Regions from separate parts of the Mus musculus genome. Here region 1 is linked to region 2. Evidence: chromatin contacts called from public HiChIP or PLAC-seq data. All regions are on one chromosome and are shown on one strand. The core of a region is the stretch at or near the end of the contact, and the rest is flanking DNA. Distances in the headings are between cores, read along the strand shown.

The links. HiChIP or PLAC-seq counts read pairs in DNA pulled down with a chosen protein or histone mark.
Region 1: a contact with region 2 is called in an H3K27ac HiChIP or PLAC-seq map of embryonic stem cells, with 6 read pairs. The contact joins the promoter of Rpl35a here to the enhancer-like site in region 2. A contact is called at or near these places in 1 of 39 promoter capture datasets (neural stem cells), 2 of 484 Hi-C or Micro-C datasets (both in embryonic stem cells) and 2 of 115 datasets of contacts at active chromatin or transcription factors (embryonic stem cells and memory CD8 T cells).

Annotation. Positions count from the first base shown.
Region 1 is chr16:33,055,093-33,059,611 of GRCm38.p6, forward strand. Rpl35a (ribosomal protein L35A) reads left to right here and starts at 1,361. Exons shown (of 5, transcript NM_001130485.1): 1 at 1,361-1,418; 2 at 2,044-2,086; 3 at 2,298-2,450; 4 at 3,587-3,731. The coding sequence starts at 2,076. It overlaps Iqcg (IQ motif containing G), which reads right to left and starts at 1,094. Exons shown (of 11, transcript NM_178378.3): 1 at 1,059-1,094.
Region 2 is chr16:32,510,727-32,514,974 of GRCm38.p6, forward strand. No RefSeq gene overlaps it. Among named protein-coding and RNA genes, the nearest start is that of Zdhhc19, 17 kb to the left of the region's middle. Within about 2 kb of position 2,420, at least 26 of the 459 cell types and tissues checked have an H3K27ac peak or open chromatin away from gene starts, as enhancers often do. A contact at or near this core is called in embryonic stem cells, where this site is marked.

The DNA.
Region 1 (4,519 bases), core at 111-2,610, 540 kb after region 2:
ACATGTCTAATCTGCTTGTTGTCTTGTTTTTTTTTTTTTTTTTTTTTTGCGAGGAGTGAGGGAGCAAGGATGAGATTTCTTACTCTGTAGCTCAGGATATCTGTGTACACATAATGTACCTCTTACTGACCTAAAACAGAGCAATCTTCATACTTCAACCTTCTAAGTGCAAGGATTACAGACACCAGAGCCAACATGCCATCCTTGCTCCCTCATGTAGGCTGCAAGAGGGCAGACGTTTTAGTCTGTTTACTCTGGTGCCCTACAAGCCTACAGCATTCTTGGTAGTGGTAGTCATTCAATAAATTACTCTCTGATTAAATGAATGGATCCATCAGTTCGCCTTAATTAATGCACAAGTTAGGAACTGTAAATCTGAGTCTATTAAATTTATCTGTGGGCTGGTGAGATGGCTCAGTGGGTAAGAGCACCTGACTGCTCTTCCGAAGGTTCAGAGTTCAAATCCCAGCAACCACATGGAGCCATAACGAGATCTAGCTCCCTCTTCTGGAGTGTCTGAAGACAGATATAGTGTACTTACATATAATAAATAAATGAATTTTAAAAAATTTATCTGCATCCGACAAGTCAGGGAAAGGATGGAAGGATATCTTCTATCTCTCACTTCCTCACATCGTCTCCCTTTTTTTCAGATGGGGTCTCATGTAGCTCAGGCTGACTGGCACTCCCTATGTAGCAGAGGATGGTCTTTTAAGTCCTATTCACCTGCTCGCACAGCTAGAATACTGGGGTTACAAGCAAGCACCGGGACCGCGGTTTGCCTCATGGATGTTTGTTGCTGTTAAGATGGGGCCTTGCTATGTAACTTAGCCTAGCCTCGAATTTGTGATGTGATCCTCCTACCTCAGTCTCCGGAATAAATGCTGAGGTTAACGGGCAACGGCTACCACACCCTGTTTGTTAAATTAAAGATGGGAAAAAATAAAAGAACAAATCAAGAGAAACTCCTGCCTTCATGCTCCAGGTTTTTCTCTCCTATATGGTAGGATCCCAGTCTCCATTCTAGGAAGAGGAGAAAACACTTAACTTTTCCTTACCTCTCTACCAGCCCAGCTGGAGGCGGGAACCAAACTAATCGGTAGCTATGGCAACGCGTCGCGCAAGCTCTTTTTTTTTTTTAAGTAGGACCCCTGATTCTTTCTTAGTCGACTACGATTTTGCCTTTCCTTGTTCCTAAATAATACGTGTTGCCGCTTACAAAGACGAAAGGGCAGGAGGGAAAGAATTTAAAGTTCTTGAGCGCGGCTTGGCTGAGTCGAGCCTCTCTCTCTGTCTCTGACCTTTGCTTTCTGGCGCAGTGTGAGCGGCCTAAGCGCGGAGAGGGGCGGGGCGTGCGTCCCACAAGGCCGCGCGGCGGGGCTTGCCTTCCTCTTTCCGCCATCTTGGCGCCTGTGGAGGTGAGGGGGGTTCCTGCTGCTGAGCTTTGGGGCCCGATTGCTGGGGTGCGTTTAGTTTCATCCCTCACCGAGACAACCTGGCGTCTCGGAGAACCCGACCGCCAGAGGTTTCTGGGGATTCCAGGAGGATGGAGGGCGGGATGGAGGCGATGACGGGCTGATGGTGTGGAGGCCCCGGCCGGGGGAGGAGAGCTCGCTGGTCTCGGTCGATCTCCGGCTCGGGAGGAGAGAATGGGTGCATTTCCCCCGGTCTTACTGGCCCGGGGAGCGGTGGTCCCTGGGAGCTGGGTTCCCCGCACAGAGCCGGATCTCGCCTGTGTTAGCTGCTTTCTGTACTGATGGAGGCATGAGCTCGCCTCCGGGTTCCTTTTGGGGTTTGAGAAGTTAAGTCTCGGGTGAGTCGCCTTCCCACCCGGCCTTTGCCCACGATTCCGAGTCGTTCGTTGTCATTGGTTGTCGGAGCCCTGAGTATTTTGCCAGGCTCTGCCTCTATAGGGGGCAGGGCGTAGGTAAGAGGTCCCCATCCTTGGGACGCCGACTGAAGCCATCTCTCGCGCCGGGAAATAGTGACAGGTGGGATGCGTGCTGCATGACTCTCGGTTGAGCTCTCGGTTTTGTTTTTCAGGCCTGCTGGGAACAGGACTTCTAACAGCAAGTATGTCTGGAAGGTACGCGATCTCACAATAGTCGTTTTCTCCATTTCTGTTTCGTTCTATTAAACGCGAAGCTAAAGTTCAGTGTAATGCGGGAGGGGAACGAGAGGTCTGCTGTAGATAGCTGGAGTAGGAATTGCTACAAAGCAAATCATGGTGGCTTGCTAAAAGATACATGAAAAGTTGTAACGGGGTAGTCATCATGTCTTTCTTAACGTTGTCTTAGGCTGTGGTGCAAGGCCATTTTTGCTGGCTACAAGCGAGGTCTCCGGAACCAAAGAGAGCACACGGCTCTTCTTAAAATTGAAGGCGTTTATGCCCGAGATGAAACGGAGTTCTACTTAGGCAAGAGATGTGCTTATGTGTATAAGGCAAAAAAGTAAGTATGCTCCCATGCCTTTTAATTTTTGGTTGACTAATCTCGTTTTTTCTACTGAAAAGGTAGGGGTGTTAGTGAGAAATTGGTGTGGTTGAGTCTTCCTAGACACGTGAAGAGCTTAGAGGAAATTAGAGAGGGATCTTTTTGTCGGTGGTATGGACTATATAGGCACCATTGGTTCGTAGTACAAGTGTAGAAGTTCCCTGTGTTAAGTCCCTAACATGGTTAAAAACAAAGATTACAGCTCTTAGTACCTTTCATTTTCCTTTGAAAGGGTTTATATAGTACTTTTCAATGTATCTTGATTTGTTTTAGTTACTAAAAATGACAATTACTAGAATAGATTGTTCTTGTTATTGTACAATTTATTTGCTCCCACATCTATATTGAGTTAGGTGATTCTGCTCTGCTCTGTGAACAAACAGTCTATTGCACCCTGACTTAGAACAATTGAGGTTACATTTGGAAAAACTAGTTGAAAAATTAGTTAATTTTTTATGTGCATTGGTGTTTGCTTGTTTGTATAGCTGTGAGGGTGCCAGATTCCCTGGACCTGGATATTTGTGTGTATGTGTGCGTGCGCGCGCGCGCGCGCGCGCGCGCGCTTGTGTGCTTGTTTTAAGCTGGGTTCTATATTGGTTCTCTGGTCCCTCTTTTCCTACTGGGAATTGAACATAAGGCCATACAGAAATTGGCCCTTGTGTGCACTGTCAGGGCATGCGTATGTGTGTGAGTCCTGCATGCCCTTAGTCCCAGCATTCAGGAGGCAGACCTGAGTGAGGTCTGTAGCTGAGGCTCAGCCTGGTTGAGACCTCAGTCGTTTGCTTCATGCCATCATTCTCAGTCTCTGATAGCCTGTGCTTTCAGGTCCTCGTTTTCAGCTTTTATCCTGAGTAGGTGTCATTGCTGTGTCTTTCCACATTTACTCTTAATGGTTTTAGTACACAGATTCTTCTGACTATCCTGGAAATAGGCTTTATGTATATGAATTGTTGAATGAATATTGTTCCCCCCAATTTCTCAAGGTGTTCTGTGTGGAGAGTAGAGGTGGGAGCCTGGACCCTAGGAAATAACTGAGTTAGTGTCATGTTTATGTCCGTGTTGGAGCTCATGCCGCTTATGTCTTTAAAAACCAGCAATACAGTGACTCCTGGAGGTAAACCAAACAAAACCAGAGTGATCTGGGGAAAGGTAACTCGGGCCCACGGAAACAGCGGTATGGTTCGTGCCAAATTCCGAAGCAACCTTCCTGCAAAGGCCATTGGACACAGAATCCGTGTGGTGAGTGCCAATAGCAAAATAAATGGCTCTTTTGATACTTACTACCTACCTCAAGACTTGTGAGTGTAAAAGTCCAGAGTATAAACCAGTTCTGTGAATTGGTGACTGACTTAAGTGGAAAAAAACAGAACTGGCAGGGTGAAGCAGGCGAGGGTGGCCCGCAAATGAATAGCATTTAAGTTTCATTATCACTAAAGCAACCTGGGAGGAGAAATACTTTGGACAGGATTTATTTGTGTCTTTGTGCCAAAGTCTTATGGTGTGCCCCCGGTTGTCCTGGAACTTGTTATGTACACAAGGCTCATATTTGACTATGGCAGGTTCTCACAAAGTTGTCAAGGCTGGTCTTGAACTTAAGTCCTGCCTCAGCCTTCTAAGTAGGTGGGATTTCAGGCCAATGCTACCTAGCTCATCTTATGTCGTGCCTTGTTTGGGGGGCATGTTATGGTTTGTTATGTCTACCATCTCAGTCCTGCCAGACTAGACAGTGACTTTATCCTGTACATGGGAAGCATGCTCATACCATGTTTCAGGACTTTGGCCCACGGGGGCATGCTATGTTGAGATTTTTGTCATACTTTCGCTTGGGTCCATTTATAGTGTACTCTAATGGTGGGAATGTTGGGCGCCACCATACCCCACTCGACAACTTGCATTTTAGGGCTGTCATTTATGTGGGCATACATGGCACAAGAGTGTATGAAAGTCAGAGGGCAATTTGTAGGAGTCAGCTATTCTGCTGTGGCATTTGCAAGAATCAAACTCCATGTGGTCAGGCTTGGTGGCAA
Region 2 (4,248 bases), core at 1,170-3,669:
CAGTATCGTGGCCTTGGGGCCATGGCTGTGCACTTCAGTTAAGCAATCAGCTTCAGCTTGTGTTCATGACACCTCAGGCTGAAGGAAGTCAAACACCACTTGTTATTCCTGGCTCCTGTTTCTCTGTGCCCCGGCCTCCATCTTCAGCCTCACCTCCTCTCACCTCTCCGCTCTCCTCTCTACTCCCTCTCCCTTCCTTTTCTTTCCTCTTCCTTCCGTCCTCTTTCCTGTCCCATTCTTCCACAAGCTGCTCTTCAGTTCTCCATCCCTTTGACTACTCCCACCCTCACCCCCACCCCGCCCCGCCCCGCCCCGCCCCTGCTTTTCCTGGATGAAAACTTCCAGGAACTCAAAGTCAATGAAGGACTTTCAAGTAAGAAGGTATAATTGTGATTCGTGGAAGCTGTAGGATCTGGTGCAGCACAGGAGGGCTGAAGGCAGACTCTGTACAGGGAGCCTTTGTCTGCTTCTTTCTGCCTGGGGGGAGGGGGGGGCTTCTGCAGGCCAGCCGTTGCTAACTGCTTTCTGACTGGGGCAGTTTTATTTTGCTATGGGAATGAGAGATTCCAAATTGGTGAGGGTGGGGACCCTATGGGCCATCTAACCACCTCCCTTGTTCCTCAGGGAGAAGGAAACAGAGGATGAGGGCTTCAGGGAGGGTTTCCCTTGGAGTCGGTACAGCTCAGGAAAGGCTAGCCTTGGCAGTCTCCAGGTGTCGTCTGCCTTGTGCCCTTTTCCATGCCCTGTGCTAAGAAAGCTGGACCAGGTCTTGGCCTGTAAACCAGGAAGGGCCTAAGGACTTAGCTGCTTGACCTCAGCCAGCAGGATCCCAATGCTGACCTCAGGAGCTATACTCACGGTGCTGTTCTGTGTGCCAGGCACTGGGTTAAAGACTTTGCTTGCATTAGCTCATTTAATCCTCAAGCCAGCACATGAGGCACTGCTAGTACCTTTGTGGATGTGGCTCTGACAGTCCCCAGACCTGCAGGACTCCTCCTGGCCTGGCCTGGGATTCCTCCTTAAATGTTTAACTGTTGGAGCTCAAACCAAGATTTCCATGTATTCAGGGCAAGCACCCATCACTAAGGTACCATTTAAAAATTTGAGACCAGGTCTCATCAGAGTTACTCAGGCTGGACTTGAACTCTTTCCAAAGCCCAGCTGGGCAGTGAACCTGTGACCCTCCTGCTAGAGCCTGCAGGCAGATGGACTCAGGCTTATGCCTCCAGGTCTCTCACACCTAGGACTCTGGCTCAGTGAACACGATTCTGGCCTGACCTCGATGCCTCAGTGGCCCATTAGGATCCCTTGCCTGAACTCGAGTCATGCTAGAACTCAGCCATCCCTAGCAGCAATGGAGATCAGGAGCTCAAAGAAGGGCACTGACTCTGGGCAGAGAAAACTGCACTGGGAACATCCGCAAACCATTAGTTTCTAGATCTTTCTTCACAAGCCTTGGGCAAAAATGGAGAGATGCCTTCCTGCTGGCCCCTTCCTGGCCAGTGCAGCAAGATGCTATGCAAACAGCAAGGGCGGGTCTCCGGAGATGCTGTGCAGGAGTGGAGCGGGCCTCTGAAGATGCTGGGTGGAGCAGGTTCTCTGCTTCCTACAGCGTGTCCTGAACATATCCCAGCCTCTCAAAGTCACCCTTCCTTGCCTGCTAACAGGCAAGTGGAGCCAATGTCTGGTCTTGAATTCAGTGTTGGATGAGTCTCTACAAGGTGTAGACTGTCTGACAGGAATGAAGGTGGGATGGTTGCCAAGGTGACAGTGGTACAATCTTAGTCTACTTAGTCTAGTGTCCTCGCCCTGTGAAGGATCCTTCCACCCCACCTCAATGAGCTCACAGTTTCACACGGGATATACAAAGGTACTGTCCTTTTCACCATTTGTATTGACATTATAGACAGGTTCTAGCCTTGAAACTTGCTCTTTAGCCCAGACAGATCTTGAATTTACAATCCTCCTGTCTCAGCCTCTCAAGTAGGTAGGATTAAAGATCTGGGCCACTAGGCCAGGTTCCTATTCTCTTATGTTTTCTTCTGTCTCTGTCTCTCTCTCTGTCTCTCTCTCTGTCTCTCTCTCTGTCTCTCTCTCTCTCCCCTCCTCCTCCCTTTGCCCTTTCGTACTCTGGATTGAGATGACTTGGAAGCAGCCAAGGCTGTAGGCCACCTCATTAACTCCCAGGCACTAAGCTTAGATCACCTTTCTGTGGTGACCTTTTTAGCTCCCTTCCCTTTCTCCAAGTTATCTTCCAGGGGAAGGAGCTAGGCCTGGTCTTAGGGGACAGGAGTGAGCCCCTTGGGGACCAGGGCTGGGCCCTTTGGCTGCCATCTGGCAGTACAGTCTGGAGCCTCCCAAGCCCCTGCTGTGAGGCCTCTGGGGTGAAAGTGTCTGTCAGGCTGTGAGGTGGGTCTGTGCCCAGTTCACTCTGACTATCCAGAGACTTGGGCTGTTGGCCTGGCTCGGAGAACGGGTTCTGCTGCCCTGGGCACAATGCAGAGCAAAGAGGAAAGAAACCTTTTCCAAAGCAGAGGCCAGGAGGAAGCACACAGAGGCCTCTTTGCTTTGGAACCGAAGCCTTTCAGGTCTGTTTTCTTTAAATATCCTGCTACAGGAAAGAGAAGCCCAAATCCAGACATTCCTAAAACATTCAGGTGGCTTTAAAGCAGCAGTTTGTTTGATCTTCACCCCACCCTGTTTCTGCTCACTGGGGTCTCTGGGACCTACTCCTGCCTGGAGCTTGGTTGGAAGGTCCACACCCTTCCAAGTTCACTCACATAGCCGATGTACCGATGGGGCCTGAGACCTGATTGGAACTTGCTTTTTCTACTTTAGTCTGTTTTTGTTTTCGTCTGCCGTGCTGAAGATCAAACTCTTGGCCGTGTGCATCCTAGGCGCTCACTACCACTGAGTCTCAGCCCCTGCCCAGGTTTTGTTTGGTTTGGTTTGAAGTCACTTTTCTTTGATCCCCAGCTGTAATGGCATGGCTGACCACACCCTTTTCCTGGAAAGTCTTTCCCTTGACCTCTGGGGTCAGACACACAATGACTTCTGACTCAGTGCTCTGCCTCACTACTGATCACTAGACCTAAAGTCCCATCATGAGGCACCTGAGGGTCTCCATCACTTCACTGGTCTTTAACCCAGAGGACTCTCCACTGTGGCAGGCTCTGCGATTTAGTTCTCTATGTCAGAGTGAACCTGATAGAGATGGTGCACAAGATGAGCAGAAGCCCAGGGTTAGCCCAGATTCAGGAACAGTCACTGAGAAGCCGGTCCCAAAGGACGGGTCTCAGCCAGCCTTTCCTGTCTCAGGTCCCCTGATAGAGGGGCAGGAGTCAGGACCAGAGGGACAGGTAGTCCTGAGAGAAGAGGCACTGGGAGGGGGGGAAGCCATCTACAGCCTTATTGCTGGAAGAGGACATAGCAAGCCGAATGGCCTGGGTTCTGTTCCTGGGAGCCACACTGGGAAACAACTAAAACCCCACATGAGGTAGAGTGCGGCTGTAACCCCAGCACCCCCTCCTGCCATGAGATCGAGGCGGAGAGAAGAAGTTCCCAGAAGCTTTCAGCAGCTAGTGTGGAGCAGGCAGCACAGAGAAGAAATGAGAGACTCTGACTCAACAAGGCAGAGAGAGAACCAACTCCCCAAAGTTGTCCTGTGAGTGCTCTGTGGCACATGTGCACTGGCACACACACAGACATACACTCACACACACACATTCACACATATACCACACACACAGGCACACACAAACAGACGTATACTCATACACAGAGACACACACAGAGACACATTCACACATATACCACACACACACAAGTCACACAGACACATACACACACACAAATCACACAGACACATACACACACACCACACACACACACCAATCACACAGACACATACACATACTCACGCACAAACACACATACAGACACACACAAACAGACACACATAGAGACATACACTCATGTACACAGACACACTCACTGAGACACATTCACATATATACCACATATACACAAATCACACAGACACATACACACACCAGACACATATACCATACACACACAAATCACACAGACACATACACATATAAATGCTCACACACACCACACAAATACACACACAACATATACACACAAGTCACACATACATACACACACACAGAACACACACATGTACACACTCCACACAGAACACACACACACACCACACACATATCACATAGACACACACACACT